Linked DNA regions of Gossypium hirsutum: region 1 is linked to region 2. The links are chromatin contacts, called in public Hi-C maps. All regions are on one chromosome and are shown on one strand. The core of a region is the stretch at or near the end of the contact, and the rest is flanking DNA. Distances in the headings are between cores, read along the strand shown.

Region 1 (4,364 bases), core at 28-2,527, 54 kb before region 2:
TCCTTTTTATGCCATCTTTTGGGGTTTTCTTAGTACAAAAGACGGTAGGATTTAAATTGCGATCATAAATGTGTTTTTGTCATGTTTTTTAGTAATTGAATGCTGCCATGGGTGATAGTACCCTAGTCTTTTGGGCACATTGCTAGCAAGTAGGATTTGATTTGCCTTTTTCTTTACTATATGCAGCTTAATTATAAGGCATTGGAACACTAGTGGGCCATTGATTAACCACAAGTCCCATGAAAACCCCCACTTGGAACAAATATTATTGAAGTCTGGTTCTTGGGTGCCCCACAATCTTTTATTATACCGAACAAATTATAAGACAAAAATTTTCCTTACAAGTGTTGGCCGCATAAACTTTGGGGCAACTCTTATCACTTTGGATTACTTAGTTTTAAATCTTACCCTCTTTTTATATGCTTGTTTTTAACAAGTCTAAAACCCATTGAATTGATTCAACTTAAATTTATTAAAAATTAACTAATTTCAAGCTCTTCATCAAACTGAGTAAAAATATTTGTGTTAGAGCATAATAAAATTGGTCCAACCCTACTCTTTCCCAATTATAATATATATCTAAAATAACTATTAACTTGTTTGAAGGGTTAATTAATTAAGATTAGATCTAATATTTGCTAAGTAAAAAGGACATAATATATTATTCAATTTCCTTTAGGCACGAACATCAACCCACCCCATGTGGGTTCAATTCGTCTGCTTCCAAAGGAATAATTAAGAAAGGAATTACCAAGTTTGATAATTGTTATTTCAAATCCCACGTGGATTTCTCTAAAAATGCCACATGGTTTATCCTCTCCCATGCTTTTTAATTATCAATGGACTTTTTCCTAACTTTTTTTAAAATTGAAATTTTAATCCCTACTGTTTTTTCAATCAATAATTGGATTGTTTTCAAAATATTATGTGTTATTACTGTGTAATACTATATCAATTTGTTATGTCTATATATTATTCAGCAAAATTCTAGATAATGAATTTAACTATTGTTGCAGTATTATGTTAAAATTAAAAATTATATAGAAAATAGAATACATATATAATTTAATTTATGCATAGTGCGGGGATTAATAACACAATTCTAACATGAATATATATTTTCTTCGAATCTAAGTTCAATTTAGATTGTCCACAGCGTTGGAATCACAAAGCACGTAATCAAACAGCTAGTAAGCGACAACGTATCTAATTCCACATTATATGTTGACCGTATAAAATACAGTAAAATGTATTACCGTATTTTTGTACACATCTAGACTACATCTGCTTTTTTTTTTCTCCATTTCAGAAACAACCAAAGTAGAAAACATCAACTCAACCTCTCTCTCTCTTAATCCTGTCTTAGTTCAGCTTTTTTTCACCCCTATCTCTCACTACCTTCATTCACTTTCAGAGACTTCACCGAAAGAGAAATGGAGTTTTTCACAAACTAAAATTTCAAAGTATTGTTTTGTTTTCAACGTGAAGTTGGAAATTTGTTTCTCTTTATTTTATGTTATTTGGTTTTGGAATGTTGATGGAAGAGGTTTGAGTTTCGGAGTGAAGAAGGTGACAGTGGAAATGAGTTTACCGACGACATTTTCGGGAAGGAATCCGGCGGACGCGGATCTCAAGCCGACGAGGAAGCGGACGACACGGAACACGAGGTGGAAGAGAGTCGGTGCAGCGGTAGTTGGGAGGCGGAGCAGGCCGGAGACGCCGTTGTTGAAATGGAAGATGGAGGAAAGGGAGAGAGTGAGAGATAAAGGCGGTGGAGTTGAGAAGGAGCTCGAGGAGGAGGAGGATGGTGGTCGTGCACGACGGAGGAAAGGAACTTCAACTGTGTCAGCGAGGAAGCTTGCAGGTGGATTGTGGCGGTTGCAGTTGCCAGAGACGGTGACGCTGGGTGGGGGAGAGAGGAGGAGGGATCAGTTGGGGTTGAAGGTGAGATATTTTAACCTTTTCTGGCTCAAAGATCTGTAGTTTTATTTATTTTCGTTACAATGGGAATGATGTGATGAAAAAGTGTGATTGTTTGGATAATTTTCTGCTTAAGTTTGAAGCTTTAATACTGAAAATAATGCTCTTCTTTTATAATACAATCATTGTTAAAGTGTTATTTTCAATTTTTAAAAGTGTTTTAGATTTTGCCTGCATGCCAAGAAAATGAAGCTTTCTACTTTTGCTAGCCCAAGAAAATGTTCTTTATAATGATTGATATGATTTTGTATAATATAATGGACTTTTCATTTTTCTTAAAGTTCATCTTTATTAATACATCTCCGGGATATTGGTACTGAGGTAAGATGCAAGATCTTTTAAAAACATTAAAAAAAAGGACATTAATTTTTTTTTATATATTGATATTGCACATATGCTCATTTCCGACAATCACCTTTTTGATGCATTGATCATGTTTGAAGTTTCTTGTCATTGTAAGCTATGGTCTGGTTTTTATTGTTGTAATTCTGAGAGGCTTCTATGAGTAGTATTTTACAGGCTTTCTATGGATATTTATCTTTGAAAAAGGGTTATAAGATTTGTTGACAGTTACTATTTGCTTGATCCTCTATACATTTGATAATTTGTTTAAATTACATCTGAATGTTCTTCTGCTTGCTCTGCTTTTACTGATATACTTCTGTGTCCTGATTGATTTATTATTTGATTCATTATTAGGACCTTATGAGTTTAATTACCTTGTAATTTTCTGCAGGCTGGTAACCGTTTTATCGGTGTCCCGTTTCTTTATCATCACAAGGACAAATTCTATGGTTCAGAGCCAAAGAATCCGTTACAAAGCCCTAGTTCTGTCTCTCCTGCAAAGAACAGCTTCCCGCGTAAGGTATGCTTGCCTCCTTGAGCTTCATCATTCAATCTTGAACTTGTAATGATCTGATCAATATGTAAAACATTGATAGAGAACCAAACCATTGGTATCTCACTCGTGCGGCAAATGTGTCGTGCATTGCAGAACCTGCATTCTATAGTTTCTCTTAGTGGGATTTGTTAGGTTCCATTTTGATGATCTTGTAAAGAAAATAAAATGTTCTTGTTCTTTTCGGCATCTCAAATATTACCAACGCGAAAGCCTTGGTCCCAGATAAATGCAGAATTTATTTGTATGAAAATTAATTGATTTCTTACTCTTCTGATCTTAAGCTACTTTTCTCCTTTTTAAGGTCGGGCCTTTAATTCAATTTTCAAACTCTGCAATGGAGGGGGCAACGAAGTGGGATCCTGTCTGCTTCAGAACAACAGATGAGGTACAACAAATTTATAGTCGCATGAAGGGTATTGACCAGCAAGTAAGTGCAGTATCAATTGTTTCTGCCCTTGAAGCTGAGCTAGAGCAGGCTCGAGTTCGCATCAAAGAGCTTGAAACTGAGTGCTGGTCCTCAAAGAAGAAACTTGAGCACTTCTTGAGGAAAGTTAGTGAGGAAAGAGCTGCGTGGCGAAGCAGAGAGCATGAGAAAATACGTGCATTTGTCAATGATGTCAAAGCTGACTTGAATCGAGAAAAGAAAAACCGGCAGAGACTCGAGATTGTCAGTTCCAAATTGGTGAAAGAGCTGGCTGCTGCCAGTTTATCAGCAAAGCAATATATGCAGGACTATGAAAAGGAAAGAAAGGACAGAGAACTAATTGAAGAAGTATGCGATGAGCTTGCTAAGGAAATTGGAGAAGACAAGAGTGAAGTGGAAGCATTAAATAGAGATTCCATGAAGCTTCGAGACGAAGTTGACGGGGAAAGAAAGATGTTGCAGATGGCTGAGGTCTGGCGTGAAGAACGTGTACAGATGAAGCTCATTGATGCAAAAGTAGCACTTGAAGAAAGGTATTCACAGATGAACAAGCTTGTTGCAGATTTAGATACTTTTCTAAGGTCAAGGACCGGAACTCTGGATGTGAAAGACATGAGAGAAGCAGAATCACTTCGACAAGCTGCTGCTTCAGTTAATGTCCAAGAAATCAAGGAATTTGCATATGAGCCGGCAAACCCTGATGACATTTTTGCTGTTCTCGAAGATGTGGCGTTAGCTGAGGCCAATGAAAGGGAAACTGAACCATCTGTTGCATGTAGTCCAGCCAACCGTGCCTCTAAAGTTCATATGGCAAGTGCTGAAATGAATATGATGAAAAAAGACGGTAATCTGAGACATTCGAATCTGTATGGTGATCAGAAAGATGAGATTGAAGAAGATGAGAGTGGATGGGAAACTATCAGCCATATTGAGGGTCAAGGCCCAAGTTATTCACCGAAAGGGAGTGCTGCATCTGCAGATAAGTTTCATCGGCACAGCAATCTCTCTGGGAGTGGAACTGAATGGGAAGGAGATACCCCAGTGACAGAAATTAGCGAA
Region 2 (4,306 bases), core at 1,065-3,564:
AGGACCCTTAATGAGGTTCCTAATAGAACCAAGACCATTACTAGTTATCCCACCAAATATTTTAAGTGTCGAAACCATTTGAAACGAACCATATGATGCCTTTGGAAAGGAGGTTTAGGATGCTTTTCAGAGCACTCTAAGTAAGAGAGGACTGGGAAGCTAGCAGCGTTTTAAAGGTATTTCAAATGTAAAAATTCAATTGATATATTTCTTGGGTTATGAATAAGCCGAGAAGGAGTAAAAGAATTAAGGTTGCTACCATTTGTTGCGAAGTGACCATCCATGCAATGGCAAACCCTGAACACAAGTCTGCAAGCTCATCAAATGCACGAGCTCTACAAAACTACGAGCTCATCAAGACTGTGAGCTCAACAAGACTGCGAGCTCACCAAATATTCAAGCTCATCCAGGGTTCAATGTCGTGACACACCCTGCAGTTTCGAAATTTTGGGAAACTATCTTCCCTGTCGCGACACGAAAGAGTGGTGTCACGACGTCAATATGATTTTTGTAATTCCTTACCATTGGACATGGTGTTGTGACATGGGGTGACCGTGTTGCAACCTTGACTCAGTTTTCCCAACTTTCCAATTCTTAGAATGGTTCAAGGGCTTGTTAACTCTGTTTTCGATCTTCCTGTAATATTTATTGGCTAGTGAAATATACAATGTTGTATAGTTAGTTAGAGCTTAAATGAAAATGTTAGGTCTTGTTGTCGGACTCATCCGCCAGCTCAGTTAGTATGCATTTAGGCGCTCCCTGTAAATTATTTATGTCTGCATTAGTCCAACATCCATCGTGCCATTCTATTCGTTTACGGTTATCTTTCTCTCTGAATTTACCTTTTCGGCCTTCCCTAACTACTGACAATTCTTTTTGCAGATCATAACTATTAATTACTTGTAAGATTACATAACCATGCAACCACATTAATTTCTACTTGGCATCTTTACCCCGTATGAAGGTTAAGAATCGTGATTCATATTTGTTGTTCATTATGTATTTGTTCATCTCATCTGTCAGGAATAACTTTGCAAGAATATTCTCTAAAGTCTTGATTAGCAAAGAATTATGTGCTACATTACTTGGATTCCAACTCCGAGAGCTTTCGAATTTTTCCACTTGTTAGCAGATAACTCTCTTAAGTGGTTCTTGTAGTAATTGAACATTTCATGGTTTCTATAGCTCGATCTCCAAGATTATCAATTGTCCAGCACGATTGATGCCTGTTATGTGGTCATAAGTCCTATCAAGATATATTTTTTCGGTTCTTGTCAGCATATGGAAAATTCCTAGATCATTGAATTTTTGAGGTGTTTGGTTGTCAAGTTTATCAACTAGAATCGCCGGTTCATTCTTGCTTTTCTCTATAAGCTCTTGAATTTTTGGGGTTTCTTCCACTAGGTTGGCCATGAATATAATTGTCTCCGTTTGTAGGTCCGTATTATACTACTCTAACATTCTGGCCATGTCGGAAGAACCTAAAGTTGTTAGGAAGATAATTTCCATGCCTGCCTAATTCTTCCATCCACTCTCTATTTCCTCAACCGGTTTCATAGCTTCCCTTGTTTCCATTTCATTCGATTCATCTTGATACTCTTCTGTTTGTTGGGATAAATGATAATCCAAGAGTTCATTTTCCTCACAAGTGATTATCATTGAATTCTTCTCCTTGATCAATCCTTGGCTTAATTCATCTTGGTAACGTCCTGAGTGTACACTATTGTTGTTGCTATCATCTTGGGAAGGGGTTGAGGCTTCATATCGAAATTGACTCAATTCAAGCATCAATAATCATTGGTTCTCCTGTATCTCCCAGTTCTCATAGACCATTTTCTTCATAAATATCAGTGTCATAATCTAAGTCTTCGTCTAACCACATATAATCAAAATTATCCATAGTCTCGTTGACTGATCTCCTATAATTACTATGGCGATAGTTTGTATTAAGAATGTTGATAACTCTTGAAAATAGTTATAACTCATACTTTTAGACTTATTTAATTGCTTGTACTTAAGTAAAATTAGCTTCATTTTAGGTAATTGCATAATCATTTTTTGTCAATTGAGCACTTCATTTAGTAGCTTGATATGGTGATTACTTTATTGCATCTCTACTTTTAATTGCTTACGGAAAGATCTTGTTGTAGCTGAATGGCAGGTTTAAAGAAAAAGGATTGTAGAGGATGGAGCTTACCGAGGCATTATGAGAAGTTGCCATGGCAATGTTGGCAAAGAAAATGACAACCACCTAGTCAGCAATGAGAGCACTCAGCAGCTGGTCCCCCCACATGCACATGTAATGGAAAATATTCACCTCAAAATTAGGAAAAAACAATCATTGGTTGGCGGGTTCTAACATAGAGGAGGACCTAAGTATAAAAGACAAGAGAAAGGACGAGGAAAAGAGAGACGAAAAAGGGAAAAAAAAAGAAAGAAAATAATTGGCGGCCACACTTGAGGTCTGCTATTAATGAGAGTTGAAAGTACCGCTGAATGTAAATTTTTGAGCTTCGACAGAGATCTCATTGCAGCAAGGAGGGCAAATTGAGCTACTAGGAGCATCGGTGAAGCCAAGCAACAAAATGCTGAGTGGAAAATTTGTGTTTCGAACCTAGATTTCTTTCTCTACATTTGGTTTCCATTCTTCGATTCTAAACTATTAGTTGGGATGTTGATGATACGAACAAACTTGGATTTGTGTAGTCTAGCCATGAGCTAACTTCATATGGCTGAAGATTGCTTTAGATGATGTTTAAAATTTGACTACAATTTTTGGATTAATATGGTTCACTTTGCTATTTTATTCAATGGTTGTATTTGTTTAAATGTTTGTTATGGTATTGATAAATGCTCGTTAAGCCTTAAGACAGCTTAATACCGACAGGGTTAGGCTACTTGGATCAAAGTTGGGTAATATAAGTAAGTGTTGAGTGAAGCACTCGTGTAAACTCTAGACATATAGTCTTACCTTATACGATTTAGAGGGTTATGCTTAGTAGTGGTTGTTACTCCTAAGCCTATAGTCTTATAGTGCCTTATGGGTGAATAACCTTAAGTTTTGCTTTCGACAAAGGTAAACTACATTAGTACCTAATCGAATAGTAAGTTTGCTATAGTTTTTCCATGACATTGTTCACAAGTTAGAACCGATCCCTTAGTAATCCCAACCTTTATGATCAATATTTCAATATTGCTAAAGTTTTTAGTACTATTGTTTGAAGTGTTGCAATTGCAATCTCTGCTAATATACTTCATTACTCTTATTTCTAACTTGTTAATCCCATTTTAATTTTATTTAAATATTATTTAATACAATTATCTTTTCTATTCAATTGTGGTAACTTAGACAAAGAACACTTATCCAATCCTCGTAAGAACGATACTCAGTCATCACTTTATTACTTGATTCGACGTGTATACTTGCACAATTTAAACATCATATTCACACGAGACAAATGTGCACTAAGGTCCTCCTGAAAAAACAAATAAAATCAGTGATGTTAATTAGTCAAACAAAATAATTTGAGAATCGTATCTATAACCTAAAAATTTCTTAATTAGTCTTACTGAAGTGCAAAAATTAAAATTAAACTAGTGACGATGTCTCCTAGGCAACAGTGCCAACAACTTGATCGCCTCTGGACGTCCAGAATGCGAATATTACAACAAAAGATATATAGAAGTGAGGTGGTATCCGTAAGTATAGAGGTCAGGTTGTAATATAATTACAACGGAGTAGGTGAATACTCTGAGGATCATACCCAAAAGAGGCTAGAACTAGATCAATTTCAACCTAAACACCAAAAGATCTAATTAGTACTTGAAATAGTTTATATTATCCAAATATAAATAAAAGGAACTTGGGGGTTTTTATAATAATAAAACATAACAAATAAATAAGTATCAAGAAATTGAAAAGTTGAATTAATCAAATCTAATTATGGGTGATTAGCTCACTTCGATAATCTTCATCAACTACCGCTTCGAGTTCCTCATCAGTCAACTAGTTGATCTCCTAGTAGGATCTTCTGATATGCCCATTAGAATAATGAATCAGTAAGGACTACTTATCTTTTGACCTCACAGTCCATACCGATTTGGTGTTAAGGTGTTTACGGATAGGCCATACCAATTTTGGATTAATTTCCATATTGATAACTTATTAGGGTTGTCAAGCCTAGGGTTTAGGTTTTTCCTTTCCTAAATAGTTGGTCCATTGAGTAACCCTACAAAACAGTTAATAGATCATACCTCCACTCGCTAATCCCCCATGAGGGATTAGTTCCTCATGGCTTCCTTAAAC

What was found. Hi-C and Micro-C count contacts between places; a contact is called where the count stands out from the background.
Region 1: a contact with region 2 is called in a Hi-C map of leaf, with 2.0 times the contacts expected there. The contact joins the promoter of LOC121212489 here to the enhancer-like site in region 2. A contact is called at or near these places in 6 of 34 Hi-C or Micro-C datasets (anther, callus, fibers and 2 more).

The regions. Positions count from the first base shown.
Region 1 is chrA13:94,604,118-94,608,481 of Gossypium_hirsutum_v2.1, reverse strand. LOC121212489 reads left to right here and starts at 1,277. Exons shown (of 3, transcript XM_041085312.1): 1 at 1,277-1,944; 2 at 2,717-2,845; 3 at 3,183-4,364. The coding sequence starts at 1,582.
Region 2 is chrA13:94,551,624-94,555,929 of Gossypium_hirsutum_v2.1, reverse strand. No RefSeq gene overlaps it. Among protein-coding and RNA genes, the nearest start is that of LOC121212488, 10 kb to the right of the region's middle. Within about 2 kb of position 2,314, at least 1 of the 9 cell types and tissues checked has an H3K27ac peak or open chromatin away from gene starts, as enhancers often do. A contact at or near this core is called in leaf, where this site is marked.